Linked DNA regions of Sus scrofa: region 1 is linked to region 2. A link is a contact called in public Hi-C data. All regions are on one chromosome and are shown on one strand. Each heading gives the region's core, a stretch centred on a gene start, on an enhancer-like site or on the middle of the called end of the contact. The rest is flanking DNA. Distances are from core to core; before and after follow the strand shown. Region 1 overlaps PRCP (lysosomal Pro-X carboxypeptidase). Region 2 holds the start of RAB30 (ras-related protein Rab-30).

The links. A called contact is a pair of places that touch in the nucleus more often than the background predicts.
Region 1: a contact with region 2 is called in a Hi-C map of omental adipose tissue, with 1.6 times the contacts expected there. The contact joins the enhancer-like site here to the promoter of RAB30 in region 2. A contact is called at or near these places in 5 of 47 Hi-C or Micro-C datasets (embryonic fibroblasts, fetal heart ventricle, heart right ventricle and 1 more) and 1 of 2 datasets of contacts at active chromatin or transcription factors (skeletal muscle).

What each region holds. Positions count from the first base shown.
Region 1 is chr9:17,096,755-17,102,972 of Sscrofa11.1, forward strand. All of the region lies in intron 1 of PRCP (lysosomal Pro-X carboxypeptidase), which reads right to left. DDIAS (DNA damage-induced apoptosis suppressor protein) reads left to right here. Exons shown (of 5, transcript XM_003129716.6): 5 at 1-843. The coding sequence ends at 536. Among named protein-coding and RNA genes, the nearest start is that of DDIAS, 22 kb to the left of the region's middle. Within about 2 kb of position 4,762, at least 4 of the 83 cell types and tissues checked have an H3K27ac peak or open chromatin away from gene starts, as enhancers often do. A contact at or near this core is called in omental adipose tissue, where this site is marked.
Region 2 is chr9:17,220,810-17,227,243 of Sscrofa11.1, forward strand. It overlaps RAB30 (ras-related protein Rab-30), which reads right to left and starts at 1,932. Exons shown (of 5, transcript XM_021062576.1): 1 at 1,725-1,932. LOC110255408 (a long non-coding RNA gene) reads left to right here and starts at 2,105. Exons shown (of 2, transcript XR_002335559.1): 1 at 2,105-2,376; 2 at 3,110-6,434.

The DNA of each region.
Region 1 (6,218 bases), core at 3,512-6,011, 120 kb before region 2:
ATGAAGCAAAGCAGGCCATCCCTAGCTGTCCAAAAAATATAACGACCCCCAGCCAGAAATCCAGAAGCCCTGCTATATCTGGTGGAACACAGCCAGAGGTTTTCAACGACTGTCCTATTGCCAAGGGCCTTGGCACTGATGTTGACGAATGGGTCCCTCCAACCACACAGAAAGTCTTTCCCTCAGAAAAACTTGGATTCCGGGCCATGGGTCTAAGGAAATGCCCTGCTGCTTATAATTCTCCTAATCAAAAAGAGTTACCAAGAAAAAAACTGAAATACATCAAACAAAGAACTGATAAATATTTAGCTAAGAAGGAGTTTAATTTAAAGAATACATTTACAGCAACAGTTACAAAACAGAAAACTAACTGTAACACTACGAGGTCAGGCTGGATTTTCAAAGAGTCGGTTTTGGGACTTGGTTCTTGTTCAGAAGTCAAATGTTGCCTTCCATTTTCAGAAAACTGGCCACCTTCAGTGCCTGAAACTACAAGTGCTTGGTCTCCTGAGTTGTTTTCACAGAATGTCCCCTGAACCCAATTATTGAACTTTTAAATGTAAGTCTGTTTAGAAACTCTTACCTCCAATGGCATGGAAAACTTTCTTACCACTTTGAATACTTGAAGAGAAGCAAATAGAAAAGAGGTGATGGTGTGTCTTTTTAAATGTGGGAAAGCCATTGTTTTTCCCAGTGTTTTACCCAGATCACTCTGATTTCACGTAATTTGGCACTTTATCTTATATTGTTGATTGTACTTAAGTAATACTGTTGATTTTGCTTGTAAAAAGTATTTGTTAAAATTGCACATACATTCAGAAATAAAGCCTTTGCAAACCAAAACTTAGTCTTAATTGTTCAGCGTAAATCAAAAAATGTCTGCCATGTATTAAGCCAACTATTGTGATGAGTTTGTGATACAAAGCTACAGGATCACTGATCTCAAAAGATTTTAGTCCACTGAGTAAGATAGAAATAGAAGACTGTTTCAGTACAGTGCAGTAAATGAAATGATGAAAGTTTTTAATGGATACTACATTTATGTTGCTCTGGGAGAATGGCAGAGAATCAGTTAACTTAACAGCATCTATGGGTTGGGATAAGAAAGGGTCAATAAAAACTTACTATTTAGAGTCCAATGTGAAATTATCACTATTTTATTTAATAAGTACTCATTGAATGCTTACTAAATGCATTGTGCCAGATGCCAGGAACTCAAAAACGAAAGTCAAGCCCCTTACCTCAAGAAACTCATGGTCAAGAAGAGTAAACACTTAGTAACCGGGAAGTTCTGCGATAGAAAGATAAGCTTGAAGGGCTAATAAAGAACAAAGATGAAAAGTAGTTCTAGACAAAGCATTCAAGTCCTTAGCAGTGCCTCAGCTGTACCCCGTAAAATCTCCTATGTACCTGGTCAGCTCCTTTGCCATTCCCTACAACAGCTATTCCAAATCTTCACTCTCTTCATGCCACTGAGCTCCCTACTCCCTTGCCTGGTCCTTCATGGAACTCACCTGGCATTCCCTACCTCCCCACTTGTCTGTATCTACTCCCCCACAACTTCTCTAATCTCAGCAAATGATGACACCTCCTATTTAGTGCTAGTCTTTCTGTTTGGGCTGTTGATGCATTATACCTACCTTCTTTACCTTCTCTCCTGACTTTTTCTCCTTCCCCTGCTTTTTATTTTGAAAATTTACAAACAAAAAATTTGAAGGAATGATACTCATGAGATAGCATCTGTACATACTACCTCGATTCAATCATATGTATTTTTATTTTTTTGTTGTTTTATGGCCCACACCTGAAGGACTCGGATGTTCCTGGGGCAGGGATTGAATCAGGATCCTTTAATCCACTGCGCCAGGCAGGGGATCCTGCGTCTCCACAGCAACCCAAGCAGCTGCAGTCAGATTCTTAACCCACTGCACTACAGCAGGAATTCCCACTTTCAATGTTTTATCTTTTATGTATGGATGTATTTGTTTCTAATGTGGGCTTGTAGATAAATATAGTTGTTTTTGTTGGACCTTTTGAAGATAAGCTGCAGAAATGACATTTTACCGCTAAATACTTCATGAGTTTTCATAAAATAAGGACTTTTTTGGGTACAAAACTACAATATCATTATCACATTAAAGAAATAGTAATTCTAGGAGTTCCCGCTGTGGCCCAGTGGTTAACGAATCCGACTGGGAACCACGGGGTTGCAGGTTCAATCCCTGGCCTTGCTCAGTGGGTTAAGGACCCGGCATTGCCGTGAGCTGCGGTGAAGTTTGCAGACGCAGCTCAGATCCTCAGTTGCTGTGGCTCTGGCACAGGCCGGCGGCTACAGCTCTGATTAGACCTCTAGTCTGAGAACCTCCATATGCCACGGGAGCGGCCCTAGAAAAGGCAAAAAGACAAAAAAAAAAAAAAAAAAAATAGTAATTCTATAATATCATCTAATGTTTAGGCCATATTTAAGCTCTTTTTTTTTTTTTTGTCTTTTTGCCATTTCTTGGGCCGCTCCCACAGCATATGGAGGTTCCCAGGCTAGGGGTCGAATCGGAGCTATAGCTGCTGGCTTACACCAGAGCCACAGCAACGTGGGATCCGAGCCATGTTTGCAACCTACACCACAGCTCACGGGAACGCCGGATCCTTAACCCACTGAGCAAGGTCAGGGATCAAACCCGCAACGTCATGGTTCCTAGTCAGATTCATTAACCACTGAGCCATGATGGGAGCTCCTAAGCTTTTCTACTTGTCCCTAAATTGCCTTGTAATTGGTGTTGATGTTTAACCAGGATTTCATTAAGGTGACTCTGTGGTGTTCGGTGGGTCTCTTGTCTCTTTTTCTAAAACTTCACCTCTTATTTTCCACCACATTGTCTTAATGAAAAACTCAGACCATTGTTTTGTAGAATGTCTCACATTCTAGATTTTGTATTTGCTTGTTTATAGTTCATTATCTTGTCTCTCTATCCCCCAGGATTTCCCATAAATAAGCTCTAAAGACTCAGTCAGATTCAGGGTTTGGGCAGAGATTTCATGGGTTTATGTCATGTGCTTCATGTTGTATCACATTGGGAGACACAATGTCAAGTTTTCTTACTATTGATGCTAAATGAGATTCTTTAAGATGTTGCCCACAAGATCTCTATTGGTTGGGTTTTTTTTGTTTGTTTGGTTTGGTTTGTTTTTTTGTTTGTTTGTGGGGTTTGTTGCTATTTAGGGACACACCCGCAGCATATGTAAGTTCCCAAGCTAAGGATAAAATCGGAGCTGTAGCCAGCCTACACCACAGCCACAGCAATGTTGGAGCCAAGCCACATCTTTGACCCACACCACAGCTCACGGCAACGCCAGATCCTTAACCCACCGAGCGAGGCCAGGGATCAAACCCACATCCTCACAGGTCCTAGTCGGATTCGTTAACTGCTGAGCCGCAAAGGGAACTCCCTAGATCTCTATTGTACAGGTACTTTCCTTACTTTTTAAGAGTAAAGAGTCAGTATATAGTTGCCTACCAGCAGTGTTGAATGAGTTTCCTTTTCCTGCTCTCTATCACTGTGTACTTAAGAGTCGTGTTTTCTGGTTTCTCCTAGTCTGATCAAGCAAAGCATGCTTGTAGGGCAGGGGGGGTTTTTTGTGCTTTTGGTTTTTGGGTTGTTTTTTGTTTTTTTTTGTTTGTTTGTTTGTTTGGTTTGGTTTTTGCAGAGCCCTATATAAACAATCATTTACTTATTTATTTGGCCGCACCCACTGCATGTGGAAGTTCTCAGGCCAGGGCTGCAAGCTGCACCAGAGCAGCAACCCAAGCCACTGCAGTAACAATGCCAGATACTTAACCCACTGCGTCACAAGAGAACTCCAACAACTTGATTCTAAATGGTCCCACGTTAGGTAGTCTGTCAGTGAAGATTTAGAGTAATGGATAAGGAAATGTGTGTATTTATTGCCCAGTCAGTGCATGTGAAAATTCTTTATAGGCAGCATCTCTTTCTCAGGCCAAGGAAATAGTCTCTTTATGTTTGTTTGTTTTTATTTTGTTTGGTTGTCTTTTGTCTTTTTAGGGCCACACCCATGGCATATGGAGGTTCCCAGGCTAGGGGTCAAATCAGAGCTGTAGTTGCTGGCCTATAGCACAGCCACAGAGACACAGGATCTGAGCCAAGTTTGCAACCTATACCACAGCTCACAGCAACGCCAGATCCTTAACCCACTGAGCGAGGCCAGAGATGGAACCTGCCTCCTCATGGATCCTAGTCAGGTTTGTTAACCACTGAGCCACAACAGGAACTCCTCTTCACATTCTTTATTGTCAAATGTGCCACTCCTGGCTAATTTCATATGTCCCATGATGATTAAAGAGTAGCAATGCAGTTACTATTGTATTGAACTATATAGGTATTGCCTCTACAGTTCCCTAATATTGTTTATTTAATGCTTGTTACATCTTTACTCATGATGCTGCATTCATTGTGCCACCATGAATACTGGCTTCCAGTAACTCTCAGATGTTACTCTGCTTCATTGATGATTGCCAGAAATGCAAGTCTTATCCACAGTATGCAGGAAAATGTGAATAATATTTCATTTTCTGGTTATATTAGATTTAGCATTTGGGCTTTTCTAGCATAAATGTAGAATGCATATTCTAACCATATCTTCTCCTGAATTTTTTAGGCTGCAATTATTGCATTCCTAAACTGTGATCTCTTAGCCACACCCTGGAAGAATAGGCAAGAAGCCCATGGGTGGAGCAAGAAGAGTGGTTTCATTTATGCAAGGAATGTCCATTCCTCCATCAGCATGGCTTAAGCCCAGATCTGGGGAGCACAATGTCACTGTCAATTGGAAATGAGAGGACAGTGACTGGAAGATCCAGTTGGCATAGTGGAGCAACAGTCTTTAAAGGCCTCAGATGAGATGGGCCTGTCCTGATACAGTGCAGAACCTGCAGAGAGGGGTAGAGTGACCTCCCTGGTGCCAGTGGTGGGAGGTGGACAGGATTAAGAACAGTGCCACCATCCTCACAAGCCTCGGGGTCTTCAGATCAGAGACAGTACCATAGTTGGAACACAGATCAGTGGGAGCCAATGCACAGACCTACACACACAACTCAATCCCAACAGTAAATCGTTTAGTAGCCTAAAATCCTGAATACATGCTGTGTCCAATATGAGAATCACCTAAAACCAGAGATCCTGTCATGGCAGAGTGGAAACAAATCCGACTAGGAAACATGAAGTTGTGGGTTCAATCCCTGGCCTTGCTCAGTGGGTTAAGGATCCAGCATTGCCGTGAGCTATGGTGTAGGTCGCAGATGAGGCTCGGATCTAGCATTGCTGTGGCTGTGGCGTAGGCCAGCAGCAATAGCTCCCATTAGACCCATGGCCTGGGAACCTCCATATGCCACAGGTGTGGCCCTAAAAGGTCAAAAGACAAAAAAAAAAAAGAGAATCACCTAAAACCATGTCAGTGCCATTCTGGCAGCTAGTCTCATACTATTATGTGAAAAAAAAAATATTACTTCAGCCAGTGGACATGGTCCCCTCTTTGGAACCAGGGAAATTCCATAGACACAAGACCCAGAGCTCCTCAGAGCATCTGTTCCACACCAAGAGTGGTTAGAGGGTCAGAGATACCTCAAAGGAGAGAAATGGTACCTGTCCCAGCACCAAAGTGAGACTTAAAATTTTTTAAGAGTCATTCTGGTGACCAGGGTTCATGTGGGACCAGATCTAGGCTCAGGATACCTTCCTTAGTCCCAGGAACTGGAGGAGTGTTTAGAAAATCTTGAGGAAGATAACTCCAAAGCATTAATCTCCCTGAAACATGGTGCTGGGATAGGGTTCCTTCTTACTCAGGTCTTAGGTGTATGTCTGATCATCCCTCTTACTGTCCTTGACTGCCTCCTTATTTGCCTGCCTTTTTAAAAGGGGTGTCTCTTAGTCTTCTATCATTGGCCTTTCTGCATATACTCTTTAATTTATCCACTTATCTACAGTTACTCTGTAATTTATCCACTTAACTACAGTTACTCTGTAATTTATCCACTTATCTACAGTTACCTTTCATAAGCTATTTAATTCAAAATCTATCCTTTATATAGACCAAACTTGTATGTCAATGTTTTTATCATTCAGCTCAAAATGTTCTCCTTGGTAAATACTGTAGGTAAATTAAAAACAACAGTTTACATATACTTTACTCATTAAACTGTAACAATC
Region 2 (6,434 bases), core at 682-3,181:
AGACGGAGATTTCAAAACACAGAGGAAAAATGAGAATTACAAATGGAAAGACAGGGAAAGAAACTAGAAGAACTTTAAGAGACCTAGAAGGGTGGGGAAAGGAAGGTGGGAGGGGCAGGGTTTGGGGGGTGGAGAAGGGTGCTCAGAAAAGCACAGAGTAAGCAACAGAGAGATGCAGAGAGGAAAAGCCAGACAGTCCATCTTTTCCCAAATCCCAAAGCTGCTCATTGCCTCCCAATAAATCACTCTACCACAAAGCCCATACAATGGACTGTCCTTTGCATTCAGTAACAAGCAGCATTTAACGAAGCATCGCCCAGCTGCAACTTTAGAGACTTAAAGGTCTGAATTAAAAATGAACAAATTGGTTCAGCAGCAGAAGACAACTAGTGATGACTTCCCCCCAATGCCTGACTTGGTTATGAAAAGGTTTGGCATTTTGGAGTTAAGCATAAAACAGTCTGGCATTTCTCCTTTTGACATTCCAAGAGGGGGTGTGGTTGACCCCAGGTCCATTCATTTCCAAGGTTGTAGATCTCTCAGCTAAGACTAGCCCCATCTGTTCTGGAGTCAACCAGCTGTGTACTTCAAAATAACGTATTTATTGCACTAATCATCCTAATAACTCTTACAAGAAGAGAGCCAATATCATACAAATCAGGATGCTCTCTGTTCTGTTAAACGTGTCAGTTTGTTTAAAAACCAAAACCCACACGCCAAAAAAAAAAAAAAAAAACCAAAAAACTCTACTATGCTCCTCAGTTTCCCTCAGCAGGATCACTCACTCCTCCTGTGTACCTTTCAGCAATGGCAAATGAAGGTTAACAGCGCTTCTAACTTTTCCTTTCCCTGATGCGTTAAAATGAACCCGAGTGTCCCTAATGATCCCTTCTCCGAACCGTTATTTGTGACTGGTGATTGTGCCTCAGGAAACAGCAGCTCATTATGGTACCACTGTCAGTGGCAAGGAGCCTATTGCAATGTAATTTAAAACACTCACACAAGCACAAATCTGTCGGCTCCACTTCCAAACAATCCTGAAATCCTGCAGTCGGGAGAAGAAAAACACTTAAAAAAAAAAATGTTGCTTCTAGCAGCCTAAGAGAACCTTCCCCAGACACGTGAAACGTTTGTGACTGGCATAGTGCACCATTAAAGGACACTGTCACCTCAAATCAGCAGAAAAGGCGAGACAAACGACATGGACACACGCACAAAATAACGCCCCACAAAACTTAACCTACTCAGAAGCCCGCTCGTCTTAAAAATGAATAGTGTGTGCTCGCCCAAGTGGCACAGAAATGTTCCAAAGTAGTGCGACCACATTAAATCACTGTCTCCATTTCTCCCCACGCATCACCCCTTCCCACTCAAATCTCAGCACTCGGGCCGTATGTGACAGGACTGCAGTCTCCCACCTCTGCCTTCCCCTGATTTTCCAAGAGCACTTCCCAACATCCACCCCAGCCCAGCCCCCTCTCCCAGCCTCCGAAAAGGTTGAGGGGAGTTGCGACTAGGGAACTGGCAGGCATCGGTCCTCTGGTGGGGGAAGGTTGCTGGAGTTGTTCTTTGCAGTGACCCAAATTGTACAGAGCTTTTCGCTTAGCAGCGCTTTGCGAGCACCTCCCCAATCCTCCCGCCCCCATCTTCCCAAAAGAAAGCCTTGAGAACTAAGCGGGAGGAATAACTTGGTAGAACCTATTGAATAAATCACTTCAACTCACCTGGTTTGGGATTTTTCTCCCCACCCCAGGCATAAACAGAAAGGATGTGCGAATGAGTCACGCACGCAAGGGAAGGTGTTGCGGAGTCCTAAGTCCAAGGGCTGGAGTCAGCCCCTGCCCTGGTGCTTGCTGCTACTCTTAGCTCAGCTGGAGCGAGCGGCAATAGCAAGCCTAGCAGCAGCAGGGGGGAGGATAGACCGTAGCACAATGAATGCAGTGGGGTTTTTGCAATGACATCATCCCTCTGTCCAAAAGGCCCCAATAGCCATGCTCAGAAGCGGAGGGTTCTGGGAATTGTAGTCTCCTCACGGACTGGCGGGACACAGAGGCTATCGCCGGAACTACAAAGCCCAAAATGCGCCAAGGTCAGACGCGCCCAGAGCGGGCCAAGGGAGTAAAGGGGACTCGGCCGCCATGTTAGGAGCGCGGGGAAGGTTCCGCCGCGCCGGCTGAGGTTTTAGGGAACGCGGGAGCCGAGAGGTGGTGCAGAGGGGACGGTGAGGAGGAGGACAAGCGGGCCGAAGAGCCTGGGGTTCCGAACCTGGGTACCGGGGTGGGAGGGGCTGGAAGCGGTACCTGGGGACTGAGTCGGACGAGCCCGGCTAGTGGCGGCATCAGAGGCCGAGTGGGCCTCGGCCTCAGGGTCCTGCAGGTATTGGTCCCTGTCACTTGCACCGTTTATAATTAAGGGATTGAGGGAGTTTGTCTCCTGGTCTCAGAGCACCGTAAACAGGATAGTCGGGGCGGTTGTGTTTTTTGGTAGATGCGGGGACCCGGCGTGGCCACTCTCACCTTTGGTCGGAGAAGATTCCACCTACAGAATTGGGCTGCCCTTCCCAAATTTATTTTTTATCTTGTCATTCATTCTCCAGCCAGCCTTAATCCTTCCCAAGGTGTTGCACCTTCACTGGTTTTTCATACAGAGATGATTTGGAAAAGGTTCCAAAGAAATCGATGTTGGAAGATAGCTGAGCTGGAAAAAGGACGATGCTTTGGGCCTGCAGTAAAGAAGTGACAGGGACTGAATCCTACGGAAGTAAATAAACTTGGTTTAAAACATCTTCATACGTGCCCGCGAAGGCAGGGAGATGTTGTAAGGGAATACCTGTTTAAGGCTGGCGTTTGGTTCCGGAGTGTAGCGGCATTTGAAGAAACTTAGGGTGTATGCTTAAAAATACTGCGAAGACTGGATCTTCGGTAGCATGGATCGCTATTTTAAAAATACATTTAGTGTTTAATTTGTAGAACTCCATATATACGACTACTTTAGGAACTGATTTTCTTTTAAACTAAGTAACTGAGATCAAGTAATTTTGCCCAGTGTCTCAAATGAACTGTGATTTTTTTTCCAGTTACTAAAACAATGCTGTGTGTTTTTTTTTCAGAGTCTATCTACACTATGAAAAGATGGGAAATTTCTTCCTGAAAGTGTCTGAAGGGCTAAAAATGCTGATATATTTGTGCTGTTAAACGTTTCATTTTGCATGTTATTGTGAAAACAAAAGTAACGAATTACTGGGTCGGTAGAGCTATGCACTTCACCTGTTAGGAGTTAAAATTATTGCTGATAAATGGATTATATCAAAGAAAGGCTAGGCAGAGTGATTACAAAAGACAAAAACATGGTAGAAACATCACCCAGATGTATGCAGATGACAATTACAAAAAGAGTTTTATGAAGAATGATCTTATATATGTCATGCTGCAGATAAATCAGATGAGTAGGTTTGTTTCTTTTCTTTTCTTTTTTTTTTTTTTTTTTTTTTGCTTTTTAGGGCCACACCCACAGCACATGTCAGTTCTCAGGCTAGGGGTTTAGAGCTGTAGCTGCTGGCCTACATCACCTCTGGGACATAAACTGCAGTTCACGGCAACACCCGATAACTGACTTACTGAGCAAGGCCAGGGATTGAACCCGCATCCTCATGGTTACTAGTCGGATTTGTTTCTGCTGTGCCACGACAGGAACTCCAGGTCTGTTTTTTGTTTGTTTTTTGCTTTTTAGGGCCATACCCGTGGCATATGGAGGTTCCCAGGCTAGGGGTCGAATCAGAGCTACACCTGCCAGCCTACACCACAGCCATTCCAGATCCCAGCCAAGTCTGCAACATACACCATAGCTCAAGGCAACGCTGGATCCTTAACCCACTTAGCGAGAAGTCCAGGGATCAAACCCGCAACCTCATGGTTCCTAGTCGGATTTGTTTCCAGTGTGCCACGATGGGAACTCCTGTTTCATTTTTAAACAAAGGTAATATGTATTAGTCTCACTTGTCCATGAATACAATAATGAGAAAGGCTCATGAAATTATTTGTTATCCAGAAATAACCTTTGCAAGTAATGTTGGTAAGTATAGGAAAAGGAAAAAATCTTTACCATTTTCTTTCTCATCTTCAGTATAACTGTGGTATTTTAAGCTTAATAGAGATAAACTGAACAGATTTACATTTAGACTTAGTTTCACATTCTTACAGATTATTTTTAGGGCTTGGTGAATCAGGAGTGTTTTTATGTCTTAGACAAACTTTATTTTGTAAGATACTTCTTTATATAAGCAATAACCTCAATTTGAGTTACTGTGGAAGACAAATTTGTGAAGGAAATGGAACCCAGCAGATTTCTCAGAAATAGTATATGTGAGAAACGCGACTTGTATAATGCAGTGATTTCTTTAATTCGTCATATGTTTGGGTAATTAGAAATTTTTCCAGCCTTATAGTCATTGAACATCTAACCATAAAGAAATGAGACAAATCTAGTTAATAGCCCTAAAAACAACCCCATGACTCTTAGGAAAAAAGAATCCTGGCACTCCATAGCAATTTTATTTACAACACTAGTATTCGAGAAGTTGGTGATGCCAGCTTCTGAAAGAATAACCTCAGTGTCCTGGAGAAAACTTGGATTAGGAAAAGTGAAATTAGAAATGCCTTCAGTAGATAAAGAAACCTACCTTCTTTCTACCTCTCAAAATTTGATTTGTATTATAAATAGCTTGTTAAAAGAGTATTGAGTTACTTCTGTTACAGCAAGGGTTTTTGCAACGGGGCTAAGTGTCTGGATTGCCTATAGAACTCTAGAAGTGTTTAGCTTATTGCCCACGCATCCTAGCTGAATTATTCTCCAGGGTTGTAACCAGCTGTTGTGTATTTTTAAAATACTGTAGGTGAGTGTACAGAGGTAGAGTAGAGCAGCCCTCCACATCCCGTATTTTTTGTGGTGTGTCACACAATAACAAAAGTTTTAGCAAATATTTTATTACTAATTGTACTCATAAATGTACTTTGAAGATGTATAGATGACCTAAGGATCAATTTATACATGGTAGTTCCTGGAGAAGATGGTAGCTTCCTGGAGATTTCTTAGAGTGAAGGTTTAGTCTAATACTAAGAAAGTCTGATCATAAGAGACACTTGGTCAGTAAGAGTGCAAAGCTGTGACAGTTATGGTAAAGTAACAGATATTTAAAAGAAACAAGTATCTGGACATGAGAATTTTCTGAAAATAATTTTGCTTTAGTAACTCCTTGCCCTAAACCCTGATTTTTAAAAACTTATTGATGTTATTGTAGTATTTGTGGTGTTTGGGTGCATGATATATAATAATATGAGTGTCCTTTTTTTAGCTCCAGATATTTTGACTCAGTTACTAAATTTGTGATCTTTATATTCAAAATTCTTAGCAGTCTTTCATCCATAACTGCTGAAGAATAAAAACATGAGAAAGAGAGCAACTATATAAAAATTTTAAAGCAGCCCCAAGAATCCAACCCTTAATGAATCCTCCTCCTTTAGAGGAGGAAGGTCCTCTTGGAAATGGTTATGTAAAGCTGACTTTAGTGTCTTAAACCATATTAGTGGCCTCTGGATTCCTGCTGTTTCAGTTTCAAATCTATATTAAATGGCTTGCTAGTTTTTTACAGAAATTAGTAACATTTTAAGCTTCAGTGGTAGTAGCAGCCTCTTGGTGAGGATTAAACAGAGTTATGCGAAGCATCTAGTAGAGGACCTTGGACCTTGGAACTTGTAAGTTTGTTGTGGATTTTTTTAAGTTTTTAAAAAGTTGTCTCGAGTACTTAGGACATAAAGACAGGGATTACCTCAGATGAACTCTTAGTGAGTTATTGGTAAGTCATACTTCAATGACCGAATTCTTAGTAGAATACATTTCCAGTTTTTTCCTCTGATAAAGTGATACAGGGCAGCAGGGGTTTTTTTTAACCCATACCACATAAGGAATGTAAAATTCCTGTTACTGAGATCATCTTAGGGCCTGGGGTGGCTGAAGTGGAAAAAATTACATAACAATAAAATTTTGCTTGTGTACCTGTGTAGTTCAAAAAAGGCCCACAATTGATTATGAAAATTAGACCCTGTCTCCCTTCATTAAGAATCACTATAAATTCTCCAAAAGATGATATTTAGAGTTCCCGTTATGGCTTAGCAAGTTAAGGACCCGTTGTCTCTGTGAGGTTGTCGGTTGCTTCATAACCTCATTCACTTGGGTAAGGATCTAGCATTGCCACAAGCTACAACTTAGATCACAGATTCAGCTATGTCACAAGCCCCAGCTGCAGCTCTGATTTGACCCCTAGCCTAGGAACTTCCATATGCCACAGGTGTGGCGGTAAAAAGAATAAATAAATAAGATGATATTCTAAATCATAAAAAAAATGTTAGAATTGTTTCATGCCTCAAAAAGTTCTAAAA